Regions from separate parts of the Pan troglodytes genome. Here all the other regions are linked to region 3. Evidence: chromatin contacts called from public HiChIP or PLAC-seq data. All regions are on one chromosome and are shown on one strand. Each heading gives the region's core, a stretch centred on a gene start, on an enhancer-like site or on the middle of the called end of the contact. The rest is flanking DNA. Distances are from core to core; before and after follow the strand shown.

Evidence for each region. HiChIP or PLAC-seq counts read pairs in DNA pulled down with a chosen protein or histone mark.
Region 1: a contact with region 3 is called in an H3K4me3 HiChIP or PLAC-seq map of stem cell-derived excitatory neurons, with 4 times the contacts expected there. The contact joins the promoter of ZCCHC2 here to the promoter of VPS4B in region 3. A contact is called at or near these places in 1 of 7 Hi-C or Micro-C datasets (stem cell-derived neural progenitor cells) and 1 of 1 datasets of contacts at active chromatin or transcription factors (stem cell-derived excitatory neurons).
Region 2: an H3K4me3 HiChIP or PLAC-seq map of stem cell-derived excitatory neurons shows a contact between it and region 3, with 8 times the contacts expected there. The contact joins the promoter of PHLPP1 here to the promoter of VPS4B in region 3. A contact is called at or near these places in 1 of 7 Hi-C or Micro-C datasets (stem cell-derived neural progenitor cells) and 1 of 1 datasets of contacts at active chromatin or transcription factors (stem cell-derived excitatory neurons).

Annotation. Positions count from the first base shown.
Region 1 is chr17:72,567,976-72,571,663 of NHGRI_mPanTro3-v2.0_pri, reverse strand. It overlaps ZCCHC2 (zinc finger CCHC-type containing 2), which reads right to left and starts at 1,442. Exons shown (of 15, transcript XR_010151980.1): 1 at 479-1,442.
Region 2 is chr17:72,760,258-72,764,315 of NHGRI_mPanTro3-v2.0_pri, reverse strand. PHLPP1 (PH domain and leucine rich repeat protein phosphatase 1) reads right to left here and starts at 2,579. Exons shown (of 17, transcript XM_523952.7): 1 at 861-2,579. The coding sequence starts at 2,436.
Region 3 is chr17:73,459,280-73,463,422 of NHGRI_mPanTro3-v2.0_pri, reverse strand. VPS4B (vacuolar protein sorting 4 homolog B) reads left to right here and starts at 1,693. Exons shown (of 11, transcript XM_523954.9): 1 at 1,693-2,526. The coding sequence starts at 2,500.

The sequences.
Region 1 (3,688 bases), core at 193-2,692, 890 kb after region 3:
GCCCGGCAGAGCCCGGAGACGGGAGGCGGAGCCCCGGCCAGGCAGGCGGGGAAGGACGGCGCTGCCCGGGGCTCACTGCGGCTGGCTCTCGCACAGGTTCCTCCAGCGCCCCGCGGCTCCCGCACCGAGCGCTGAGATGCTCAGAGCCAAAAACGTCCCGACACTTTTCCTCCGAGAGGGGCCCCGGGCGGGGAGCTCCACGTCTTCCGTGGCAACACCGTGGCACGGAAGGGACTTCTAGAGCATTCTGTGATGGCGGGTGGCTGTGTCTGCCGGGGTGTGGGGTGGGGTGGGGGAGTGGTACGGAGCGGCCCAGCGAGACGAAGCTCAGCCCTCTGGCGCTGGGAGCTGCCGGGTGGGGATTCCGAGCCACCTGCGCCGGGCTGGGGCTCGGGCAAGGGGCGTCCGAGAGCGAGGCCGGGGAGGCCGCCGGGGCAGCGATCGCACCGCGAGTCCAGGGAGGCTCCGTGCGCCTTACCTGGGCCCTGGGGCCGGCAAACTTGCACGGCTCTACCTCCACCTCCGCGTCCTCGGGGCCCCCGCGGAGCGCGGCGCGGAGCCTCTCCAAGTGTTCCCTCAGGGTGACCCGCTGGTGGAAGGAGAAAGCCGGGTGCAGCGAGGCCATGGTGAAGAGCAGCAGCAGTTCCTCCTGGGCCCTGGAGCCAAGCCCGCCGCCGACCCGGGGCTCCACAATGCCGCCTTCCGGCCCCGAGCCGTCCTTCTCGGCGTCCTGCTCGCCGTCGCCGTCCTCGCCGCGCTCGTCCTCCGCGCCGCCCCGCGAGCCCTCGCCCCGGGCCGCGCGCAGGCTTTTGAGCACCGAGTCCACCTGGGGTAGCAGGCGGTGCAGACGGCCAGCGGCCTCCCGGTTCTCCGAGCCCAGCAGCGCCAGGTAGACGATGAGGCGCGAGCGCACCGCGGGCTCTCGGAAGTCGGCCAGCGGCCCCGGGTCCGAGAGGCCGTTGGCCTTGGCCTCCGAGTCGCGCAGGTAGTGGTAGTCCTTGCGCGCCAGATCCTCCAGGCACGAGCCAAGGAAGCGCAGCTCCAGCGGGTTGCACAGGTCCAGCAGCCCGCACATGAACTCCAGGCGCTGCGCCGAGCCCAGCACCAGCCCGAACCACTCGTATACCCGCTCCTGCTCGCGCAGCGCCGCCGAGGGCCCCCCGCCGCCGCCCGGCATACCCGCCCCCGCCGCCGCTCCACCAGCAACAGGCGGCCCGAGTCCCCGGGGCGGCGGCGGCGGCGGCAGAGGGCCCCGCGACGGGCCCGTGGGCGGCGGCGGCGGCGGGGGGCGGCAGTCGCGGCGGCGGCGCGAAGGCGCCTTCGCGCCCGGCCGCGCGTCCGCCTCGGGCTCCTCCGCCTCGGGCGGCGGCTCCGCGGGGTGCGTTGGCTTCAGCGGCAGCTTCATCCTCAGCATCCTCGGCTAGGGCGGCGCAGACATGCGAGCGGGGGCGGGCGGGAGGGGCCGCGAGGTGGAGCACGGGCCGAGGCGGCGGCGCGGCCGTCAGGAGCGGGGCCCCTCCATGCCGCCGGGGGAGGGCCGGGGCCGGGGGCGGGTCTCGGCCGGCGAGGGGGGCGGTGGCCGGCCGGCGGGGTCGCTGGCGTCGTCTTCCCGGGCTGGGGGCGGGGCGTGCCCGCGACGGCTCCTCCCCCTGGGCTCCTCGCCGGTTCTGGGAGCCCGGGTGCGGGTGGGAGCAAGCGAGCGAGGGTGTCCTCCTTCCGCCTCCCTCTCTCCGCCGTCCGCGCTGAGCTGGGGCGGCGGTGCCTGAGCTGTTCCCTCGCGAGCCGGTGAGGACGGAGCGGCTGGGTGAGAAGGTGGAGCAGCCGGGCCGGGCGGAGAAGCTTGCGGGCTCCGCGCACCGCACCTCCGCCAATCAGCACCGCGAATCGACGGTGACGTCGCTCTCCCCGCCCCCTGGGGGGCTGCCTTTCTCCAGGAAGCCACGCCCAACTGCTGGCCGGCCGCCTCCCTCTCGGCGGCTTCCGTGCGGTCCTAAAGGCTGGTGCTCGGCAGGAGGAGGACGCGGGCTGGGGCCGTGGGGCGGCGTGAGGGTAGCCCGGGAGCGGTGAGGAGCGTGCGAGGCCCACGTGAGCGGAGGGACGCGGCCGCTCTCACCTTTCCTGAGGGCCCTGGCCCGGCTTTGGACTCCTGATTCTCCTCTGCTTGCCAGCTGCCGCCCCGCCTCCACCAGTGGTGCCCGGGCTGCCTGCGCGGCCGGAGTGAACGCGTCCCGGGAGCAGGGGTTTCTCCGAAGTGAGCGCGCCAGCCCCGGGACGAGCTCGTTCGAGTCCTCACCGCCCAGTGCACTTCCTGAAAGCCGGCGGTGGGCTGTCTCCCACCTTGTGAAACTTTGCCAGGTGTCGCGCACAGGGGACTGGGTCCGGACGCGGGTGGCGGCGCTGGTTTGCGGCCCCGGCGCCGCGATCCCGGGCCGCGCCCACGCCCAGGCTGGAGGCACCGTGCGCAGGTGGGGACGCGCGGCCCGGAGGTGCGCAGCGGGACCCGGCCGGCTGAGGGTGAGCGCTGCTGGGGACGCTCCTAGTCTGTAACGCTCTGTGAAAATTATTTCCTGGATAGTTTAGGAAAAGCCTCTACCTTCCCCGCCCCTAAACCTCTATCTTTTGGGAATCATTGATTTGCTAAATGACATTTCGGTGCCTAACCCATTTTGAATCCTTGTTCTGCTGTGAATTTCATGTGACTGGAGGAATTTAATAAGCTACCAACTTGACAGGCTTTCAACTTTAAAAAAAAAAGTTTTCTTACGTTTTTCAGATTTAGGCTTCCAAGATGTTTACACTCGCACTGTTACTTTTTTTTTTTTTTTTTTTTTTAGCAACATAGTCCACATTTTTAAAACTCAGCTGGATCTTTTGAGGGTTAATTAAAAGGTGGGTTAAAAAAATCTTAAGACTTTAAATTTAAAAGTCCTACTACAGCTATGTAGTAGGAGTATGCAGAAAGATAAGAATCACATTGTAACTCTTTGCGGTGGTGCTGGAACATCTGTTGGGAGAGCATATGCTGAACTCTCTTCACCTCACAAGTTTATGTCCTAAGAGGCTCATTCACAGTTCAGTAAAAGGGTGAACTGAAGCCTGAATCAGTTTCAGGGATGAAAGGGTGAGAGGGAGAACTGTTTTCAGCACATTTGAGGTTGGCAAAATATATAAAAGTCACTCTTTCTTGTAATTTGCTAGTTCTTTACAGTCTTTAGATGTAATTTACAGCCAAGAAAACTATATTATGAGGACTTATACGTCATTGCCCTTTTTTGCTGTCACCCTCAACTACCCTGGGATCTTCTACTCATATCTCATCTGTTCCCACTTTTCTAAAGCTTAGGGTGAAATACTTAGGCAACTAGTAATAATATTAATCTTGCTAGATATTCACAGGTTCATAGTGAGCCACCTGTCTAGATCTGGATATCTAGTGAGCAAATAAATTCTTTACCTCCGAGTTGATTTTTGTTTTATTGATCGATTGACACAGTCTTGCTCTGTCACCCAGGCTGGAGCACAGGCTCAAGCAGATCCTCCTGCCTCAGCCTCTCAAGTAGCTGGGACCACAGGCACGTGACACCACACCTGGCTAATTGTTTGTATTTTTTTGTAGAGACAGAGTCTCACCATGTTGCCCAGGCTGGCAAATTGAGTTTTATATGTGACGTAGTCAAAGGGGCATTTT
Region 2 (4,058 bases), core at 1,330-3,829, 700 kb after region 3:
TAGCCAAATCTTCAGCCAAAAGAGAAACATTACATGGGTCACCCCTAGTCAAGAATTTGCTAATGTACTGAAACAAGACGGGGGAAGATTTCAGGACACATCTGAAGAAATAGCAACCACTTAAATCCTTCTTGTGAACCTTCCTGCAAGGCGTACTGCGGTGGTCAGTTCTGACCATAAAGGCTGGAAGAAAATGAGAGAAACAGGCAAAATCATTTTTTTTATGCAAGACAAACTTGCAGACGAAACAGAAATCGAGCAAAAAAAGCGCTGGGGAAAAGTATCAGTTAAAAAGGGACCCTTTTGTCAGATTTCTAATGAGGGCTCCGTGGGTAATTTATGAGTGTGGCAGAGCTGAATAAACAAAGGCACCAGTTGACAAGTCAGGAGCTCCCGGTGGCACACACAGCTAGAACGCTGAACTGGACAGTCAAATGCAGGCAAAAGTGTGATAGAGCATTTTTATTGTCATTTCTTCTGTCCGTCTTATGCTCACGTGACAGTTTACCTGAAATCCCAAACAGCCTGAAACCCAACATGCCCCTGAGGAAGCACCTTTATGGTTAAAGGTGCTCTTGCCGCTTTCAGAGGGATCTGCTTCCTGTACTTCCTGGTGATTCAGCCACCTCTTTCACATTGCTTTCCAACCTCTAAGCCCTCAAGATTGATAAAACGTGCAGATTTAAAGATTGCTCAATCTAGTACTACACAGACTGTATGAAAAAGCTGTAAAGTTTAAGACAAAGACTCATCAGGACCCGCACTTACTCTTGGGTTGGGCAAACTGACAAGCAATTTGAATCACTCCTCGGTCCTCGGCAGCTTTTGCAACCACCCGTCAAGGCAGGTGACTTCCTTACCTGCATAGAAGCGGATGAGGCAGCCAATCTCCGAGTCCATGCCTTCCTCCTGCACCCTCCACAGCTCCCCAAATCCCAGTTGGAAGAGGTAGTCATTTTGGATCTGCAATGGCTTCTCCTCCGCCTCCAAGCGCCGGGTGGTCTCTCCGTGGAGCTGCACGTACAGGGTGGGCGGCGGGGGCGGCGGAGGCGCCTTCTCCGCGGTCACCCCCCTCCTCCCGGGGGTAGACTGGAGGCCTCCCGGGGCCACGGCTGCCGCTGCCCTCTCCTCGCACGACCCCTCGCGGACGGCCCCGCCCGGGCTGTCAATGGCCCTCGGGGCTTTCTGCTGCGGCTGAGGCGAGGAAGCCGTCTGGGGAAGCGGGAGGGGCTGCGCGGGGTGGCCGGGACGGCGGGGCTGGCCCGGGACCCCCGTCGGGGCCGAGGCTGCGTCGGCCTCGAGCTCTTCCGACGACGAGGAGCCGCCGCCGCTGCTGTAGGGGTCCAACCGGTCAGACACGCTCTCGGCGCTGGGACTCAGACTGAAGCTCTCGGTGTCGGAGACCACAGGCCGTGGGGCGCGGGGCGAAGAGACAGGGCCCCCAACGAACGGCTCGCCGGGGCTGGAGTCCGAGGGCGCTGGGCTGGCGCGGCGCGACCACCCGCCCGGGCCGCCGACGGGCAGGGGTAGGTCGGCGGGGGGCGCGCGCGGAGGCCCCCCGACGGCACCCGGCGCGCTCCTCGCGGGCGGTACCTCCGAGTCCCGCGGCTCCGGGGGCGCCAGCCGGGGGCCGGCCTCGGGGGGCGGTTCAGCGGGCTCCCGGGCGGCGGCGGCTCCGGGCCCCTGGCCCAGCACCTTCACCACGCCGCCGCCTTTGTGGCCCAGCTGCAGCAGGCGGGCGGCCACCTCGCCGGCCGTGGTGTCCAGTGTGCAGAGCACCGGGCGCAGGTAGGTCGAGGCCATGTGGCGGTCGAAGACGTGCACGCAGCCGCGCTGGAGCTGGTGCCTCACCCAGTCCCGGTCCGACGGCTGCAGCTGCAGCGTCTGCCGGTGCTTCAGAAGCAGCGTCTTCCTGTCCAGGCTCCGGGTGCACAGCGACGCCGAGGCCGAGCAGGAGGCGGGGAGGCCGGCAGCGCCGGGGGAGTGCGAGGCAGCAGCGGCCGAGGACGACGACGACGACGAGGCGGCCGCGGCGGCCGCGGACAGATTCCTCTTCAGCCGCCCTCTCCTCAGCAGGAGGGAGTTGGCGCCGCCGCCGGCCCCGGGTACGGGGGCAGCCCCGCCGGCAATGGGCTGGGGCGCCCCACGCCGCCTCCTGCGCCCGGCACCCCCTGCTCTGCCCGGCAGCGGCCCCGGCGGCGCCTCGCCTGGGGCCTCTTCCCGCGCCCCGCCGCCGCTGCCGTTCCCGCCGCTCGGGGCCGCCGGGGTCAGCGCGGGCTCCGGACTCCGGCCGCCCCCGGCCGCCGCCGCCAGAGCCGCCGCGGCCGCCGCTGCTGCTGCTGCTGCTGCCGCAGCGGCGGCCGCCGGAGCCGAAGCTCGGTCCTCCCTGCCGAGCTCGGGGAGTCGCTGTACCGTGGCCGCGGCGGCGGGCTCCATTGCAGTGGGGCTTCGCGTTTCCCCCCCAGCTCCGGAGGCAGCGGGCGGAGAGGGAGGCGATGAGGCGGAGGTGGGAGACGGCGGCGGCGCGCGGAGAAGGGAGAAGCCAATGGCGTTGTGCGCGGCCGTTCCAGGGGATTATGTGGCGATTCGGAGCATTCCGTCGGTGTCTCAGTGTTCCATCCCGCGCGCCCGCCTCGCCGCCACCGCCCCCCCGACACACGCCCTCCCCGCCCGGGTCGCGGGCTCCCCAGCGCCGGCCCCGCCCGCTACCCCCGCCTCAACCCGGCGAACCAGCCGCGGATCTGGGCTCATTGAATATTAATCATGCGCCGGGAGCGGGAAGGCGGGAGGCTGGCAGGGCGGGAGGGCCGCGTGTGCCTCATGAATATTCATCGCCGGCATGACGGCATTCCAGGGAGGAGTGGGGAGAGCCGGGGGATGGCCGGAGGCGGAGCTTCAGGGTAAACAAACGTGACGCGTGCGTACGAGGGCGGGGTGGGGGGCAGTTTCCCGGGAGGTTCCTGAGCCGGCCTCGGAGAGGGCAGTGAAGACCGACGCGCGCGGTAAACCTTGGGAGTTGTGGTTCTCGTAAGGGGATCAGCAATCCCGAGGGAAACATGGTGGACTACAAGTCCCAGCGGTCCTTTGGTTCTGCTTCTCCTGGCCGCCAGCAGCTGGCCGTGGCCAGTGAGTATTGTGCCCTCTGCCGTTGAACTCTGTGCCAGAGTTCTTAATGAACACGAATGCTCATGTTCATTAACTTGTATTTTACCCGCACTCCAGCTTGCCAGATGACTTTTATTTTCCCTACTAATTAAAGGTGAGGGCTTTCAGGGACTGTAAACAGTACGAAGGTCCCAGGTCCTGGTCCTCACCTGCGCCCATTGTATGAGATAGAGATACACACCCGTCACACCACAGCATCACTGGCAGTCTGAGTGGGCCAACCTCACTTTTCCCCCCACTTTTTCAAGACCCAGGAAGACAGGCAGCGTCTGGGAATTCTAACTAAGGCTGTCGTTGAATGTGCTTGTTCGAAGGCACAACCCTAAGTCTGTCCTCTCCCTCTCCTGTATCTGAAAAGGAAAATAGCAAAGGACTGAGGTTTCATTGTCTCCCATTGCTCTTGAAGTCTGAAGTAGTTTAATGACACGGAAAGCACTGGTAAGTAGAAGAAACATTAGAATGGAGTATGAGATGGGCTTTTTCCATGTGTTCTGTCTTAACGTCTTCTCTGGTTTTTTTCTTTCATCATTCAGGGGAAACAAAATAGTTTCTACTGCCACAATGTTTAGTCGTGGTCTGAAAAGTTGTATTTTTCGTCAGTTGAATCAATGTTGTAATCATTGGGCAGTTTACTATTTAAAAGAATGTTGTACACCTTTTTAATTGAATTACCATTCCCCCAATTGCTTTGTAATTCGGGGTTTTTCTTTTCTTTTCTTTTTTTCTTTCTTTTTTTTTTTTTTTTTTTTTGCCACAGAGTGGGTCTGTCGTCCAGGCTGGAGTGCGGTAGCGCGATCTGGGCTCACTGCAACCTCCGCCTCTCGGGCCCAGGTGATTTTCCCACCTCATCCTCCGAGTAGCTGGGACTACAGGGCGTGCCACCAAGCCCGGCT
Region 3 (4,143 bases), core at 444-2,943:
TAGATTGAGGTTACAGGTTTGGGAAGCATACCACAGAGGTAATGTGCCCTTCTCCACATCAGGGGTTCCATCATAACAACATGACTTATTACTGGTGATAAAAGAGGGGTTTTTTGTTTTGTTTGTTTTTACCGATTCTCACTCTGTTGCCCAGGCTGAAGTGCAGTGGTGTGATCTTGGCTCACTGCAATCTCTGCCTCCTGGGTTCTAGTGATTCTCCTGCTTCAGCCTCCCAAGTAGCTGGAATTACAGACAGGCACCATCACGCCTGGCTCATTTTTGTTTGTTTGTTTGTTTTGAGACAGACTTTCGCTCTGTAGCCCAGGCTGGAGTGCTGTGGTGCGATCTCAGCTCACTGCAACCTCTGCCTCCTGGGTCCCAGTTCAAGCAATTCTCCTGCCTCAGCCTCCCGAGTAGCTGGGATTACAGGAACGCACCACCATGCCCAGCTAATTGTTGTATTTTTAGTAGAGACAGGGTTTCACCATGTTGGCCAGGTGGGTCTTGAACTCCTGACCTCAGGTGATCGCCCGCCTTGGCTTCCCAAAGTGCTGGGATTACAGGCATGAGTCACCACACCCGGCCTAATTTTTGTATTTTTAGTAGAGATGGAGTTTCACCATGTTGGCCAGGCTGGTCTCAAACTCCTGACCTCAAGTGATCCACCCACCTCGGCCTCCCAAAGTGCTGGGATTACAGGCTTGAGTCACCGCGCCCGGCCCATCTTTGCTTAAATTATAAACTCAGTTTCTCCCACAGTTAGTTCAGCCTATGCCCAGGAATGTACAAGGACAGCTTGGAGGTTAAAAGTAAGATAGAGTTGGTTAAGTTAGATCTCTTTCACTGTCTCAGTCATCATTTTGCGAAGGCAATTTCACAAGTGGGAAGAAAGGACTGGTAGATGCAGGGCAGAGAGAGGGCTCTGTGCTTTGAGTCTGGATGATACAGATTTGGCAATACTATTCTAAGGAGAGACCAGAGAAAGAAGTTTAGGGTAGAAGGTAATTAATTTGAGTATGTTGAATTTGTCTTGCAGAAAAAGCCTGTGAAGGAAACCTCTGAGAGGCTGTTGTAAATGCTGGGCAGGGGATGGGGTGGGTCTAGAGATCCAGATTTGAAGCGATTTCTAGTCTATTGATAGCTGAAGCTCAAGAAGAGAGTAAGATGAGCAGAGGTGAAGAAAGAGAGAAGAGGACATCAGACTCTTGAGTAAATTCAGCTTAAGCTCAGGGACAAGTAAGAAAGGGAGACAGTGAAGGAGGCAGAGAAGGAATATTGGGAAGCTGGACAAACAAGAACTGGGTAGTTGACAATACCAATGAAGAGGGAGGAGGAGAGGACTTTAATTCTTTCGGAGATGCCAGATGAGAAAAAAATTAAGAAATGAGTGAGAAAAAAATGATGGAGTGATTAAACATCTATGTTGCTTTCCTTTGAGAATGTTAACTATGAAAAGAAGAAAAGGGCTGCAAACCATAGGAAGGCTGAGAAAGGGTTTTACCTTGGTTCTGCCTCTAATCCCTGACGCATTCAACCTCCTCAAGCCATTTGCTTGTAAACATAACTGGCATAAATAATATCTGATATGCCCATTTCACAGGACAAGTGCTTCCCTCTCAGACCATATACTCGAGGACAGCGGCCGTCCACGCCTTATTTACATTCATCTTCCCAACACAACAGTCATTTGGAAGATGCCGAGTGGCGTGGGAAGAACAAGCAGCAACGAGCGCCGACCCGCCCGCGGCCTGACTGGTAGCGCACGGCTGTGCGGCCGCCTCACCGCGCACTCCCTCCTGAATTATTCACCACCGAGACGAGGACGGTGATCGCCCCCATTCCACGGAGGACACGGAGTGAAGAAGGCGCAATCACAGGCCCAAAGCCCCCAGTCGGCGGGTCCTGGAAATGGATGACTTTTTCACTCAAAAGCTACGAGGCAACAAAGCATGTGGATGAGGAGGGAAGGGAGCCAGGGCCAATAATTCATCTCAAAGTAAAAGACATCCCCGGGGGTGGGGAACAAACAAACAAACAACAAAACCCGGCTCTGTGCTTCCGCGCTTGCGCTCTCCTAGGTCGGCCAGGCTGCCGCCCCGCGCCTATGCCAGAGTCTCAGTGCGCCTGCGCCGAGCCCGACTTCCGCCAGGGCTCGATTGGCTTCCAGGCTACTTCTGCCGGCCCAGGGAGGGCCTGCGCTGTGGCTAGAGAAGGGAGTCTGGTGACTGGGTGCGCGTGCTGATGACGAAATCGGAAGTGCCCGGAGCAGAGGCGGGACCAGAACCTAGAGGGGCTCGGGATTGCGGAAGTTTGGTGGGGAGGGTCGGAGCTCTGGTGGAGTGTTGTCTAAAACAAGTTCCGGAAGGGAGGCTGCCCTTCGCGGTCCGAGCACCACCGGCCTCCCCAGTTTGAGGGCTGTTACCCCGTGCGCGCTTCGACGTTGCTGCTGTTGGCTCTCCTCGCCCCTCGTTCCCTTGGGAACCGCCTGGGAACTCCGCCATGTCATCCACTTCGCCCAACCTCCAGGTATCATTGCTCATCTCCCGTCCCCCTAGGGAACTGGGATCGAGAGGAGGCGCGAGAAGCGGGTGGGGGGCGGGGAGAAGGGAGGAAGCGGCCGCGCCTGTGGTCGAGGCGCAGGAGGGCGGGTCCGGGGACCTGCAGCAGGTGGGAGAGGGGCCCGTTTTCCAACGGAAAGGTCGTTTCTGGCCCGCTCTTGGGGTCTCCCGAGCTACTGGCTTTGTGAGACTCTTCACTTTTGTTGAGACTTCCCGCTTCCAAACCAGCCAAGATCTGGGCAGGTTTCTCCAATCAGGGTTAAGGGAGAAAGAAAGAACGTAATTTTTGCAAAGCCCTATTCTGGACCAGTTGAAAATAGGGTGGTCATAGTTCGGTCTTAGTTTCTCAAGCTGACAGCAGACCCCTTCATTCTGAGCTGTCAGGTGAGTAGAGATATGGGAACAGACCAAGAATCTGAGATTACAGCCAGCCTACATACAATCTCCGTGAAGTCATTGAATTTATGTGCACACTCCTGTGGCTCCCAGATTGTAGTGTGTAAGATCGAGGAGTATTCTTAAACCTCTGTGTGGCTCCACTTCCCCTCCTGTACCGCAATGAGCACAGTGTTTTGTACACAAATCATGGAATCTTAAGATTTTAGGCTTAATCGTTAGTCCTCTGTGGAATGGAATTCGTTCAGAAAAGAAATTTCTTAATGTAATGGTGTCTCCCATCCCCAGAATGGATCTAGGGCTTCAGTGGAGTTTAGAATGTAATGTGGCTTAATGTAGAGGACTCTCAGTCCAGTAAGTCAATAAGACACAAAAGAGTAGCCTAAAATACTTGTATTGAGTCCCCGTCTTGGACTTCCGGTAGTTTGTTAATCAAGCAGTTATTGGAGTGCCTGACAGAGGCATCAAAGGTAATGGAAGAACTCCTTAGCCCATGATAATTGATTCTGAAGAAAGACCACTCAAAGTAGACCCACTTAAACAGAGATTAAAATTTCACACACACATACACAAAAAGAGTGGGAAAGGAGGCTTGCTTGGGACTTTCATCTTGAAAATCGACCTAGAAGATTATGAAAATACTTGTTATCTTTCACAAAATATTATAATTGTATAATTGCAACAATGACTCATTTTGTGGAATAAGTCAAGTGTTGATTTGTCTGTGTTTTTTTCCTTTTCTTTTCTTTCTTGTTTTTTTTTGAGACGGAGTCTTGCACGGTCGCCCAGGCTTGAGTGCAGTGGCGTGATTTTGGCTCACTACAACCTCCACCTCCCAGGTTCAAGCGATTCTCTTGCCTCAGCCTCCTGAGTACCTGGGACTACAGGCGCCCACCACCACGCCCAGCTAATTTTTGTATTTTTAGTAGAGATGAGGTTTCACCATGTTGGCCCAGGCTGGCCTCTTGACCTCAGGTGATCCGTCTACCTCAGCCTCCCAAAGTGCTGGGATTACAGGCGTGAGTCACCGTGCCCGGATGACTATCTTTTTCACCAAGGTTGTATTAAACTGAGATTCAGCAATCTTCACTTGAGTTTTTTGTAGCTTTTTGTAGTCCTATTTGGAAAGGTTCTTTTTGGTAAACGTATTTGGAAAAATCGTTGGTCATTTGGTAAAAGTATTTTTCCC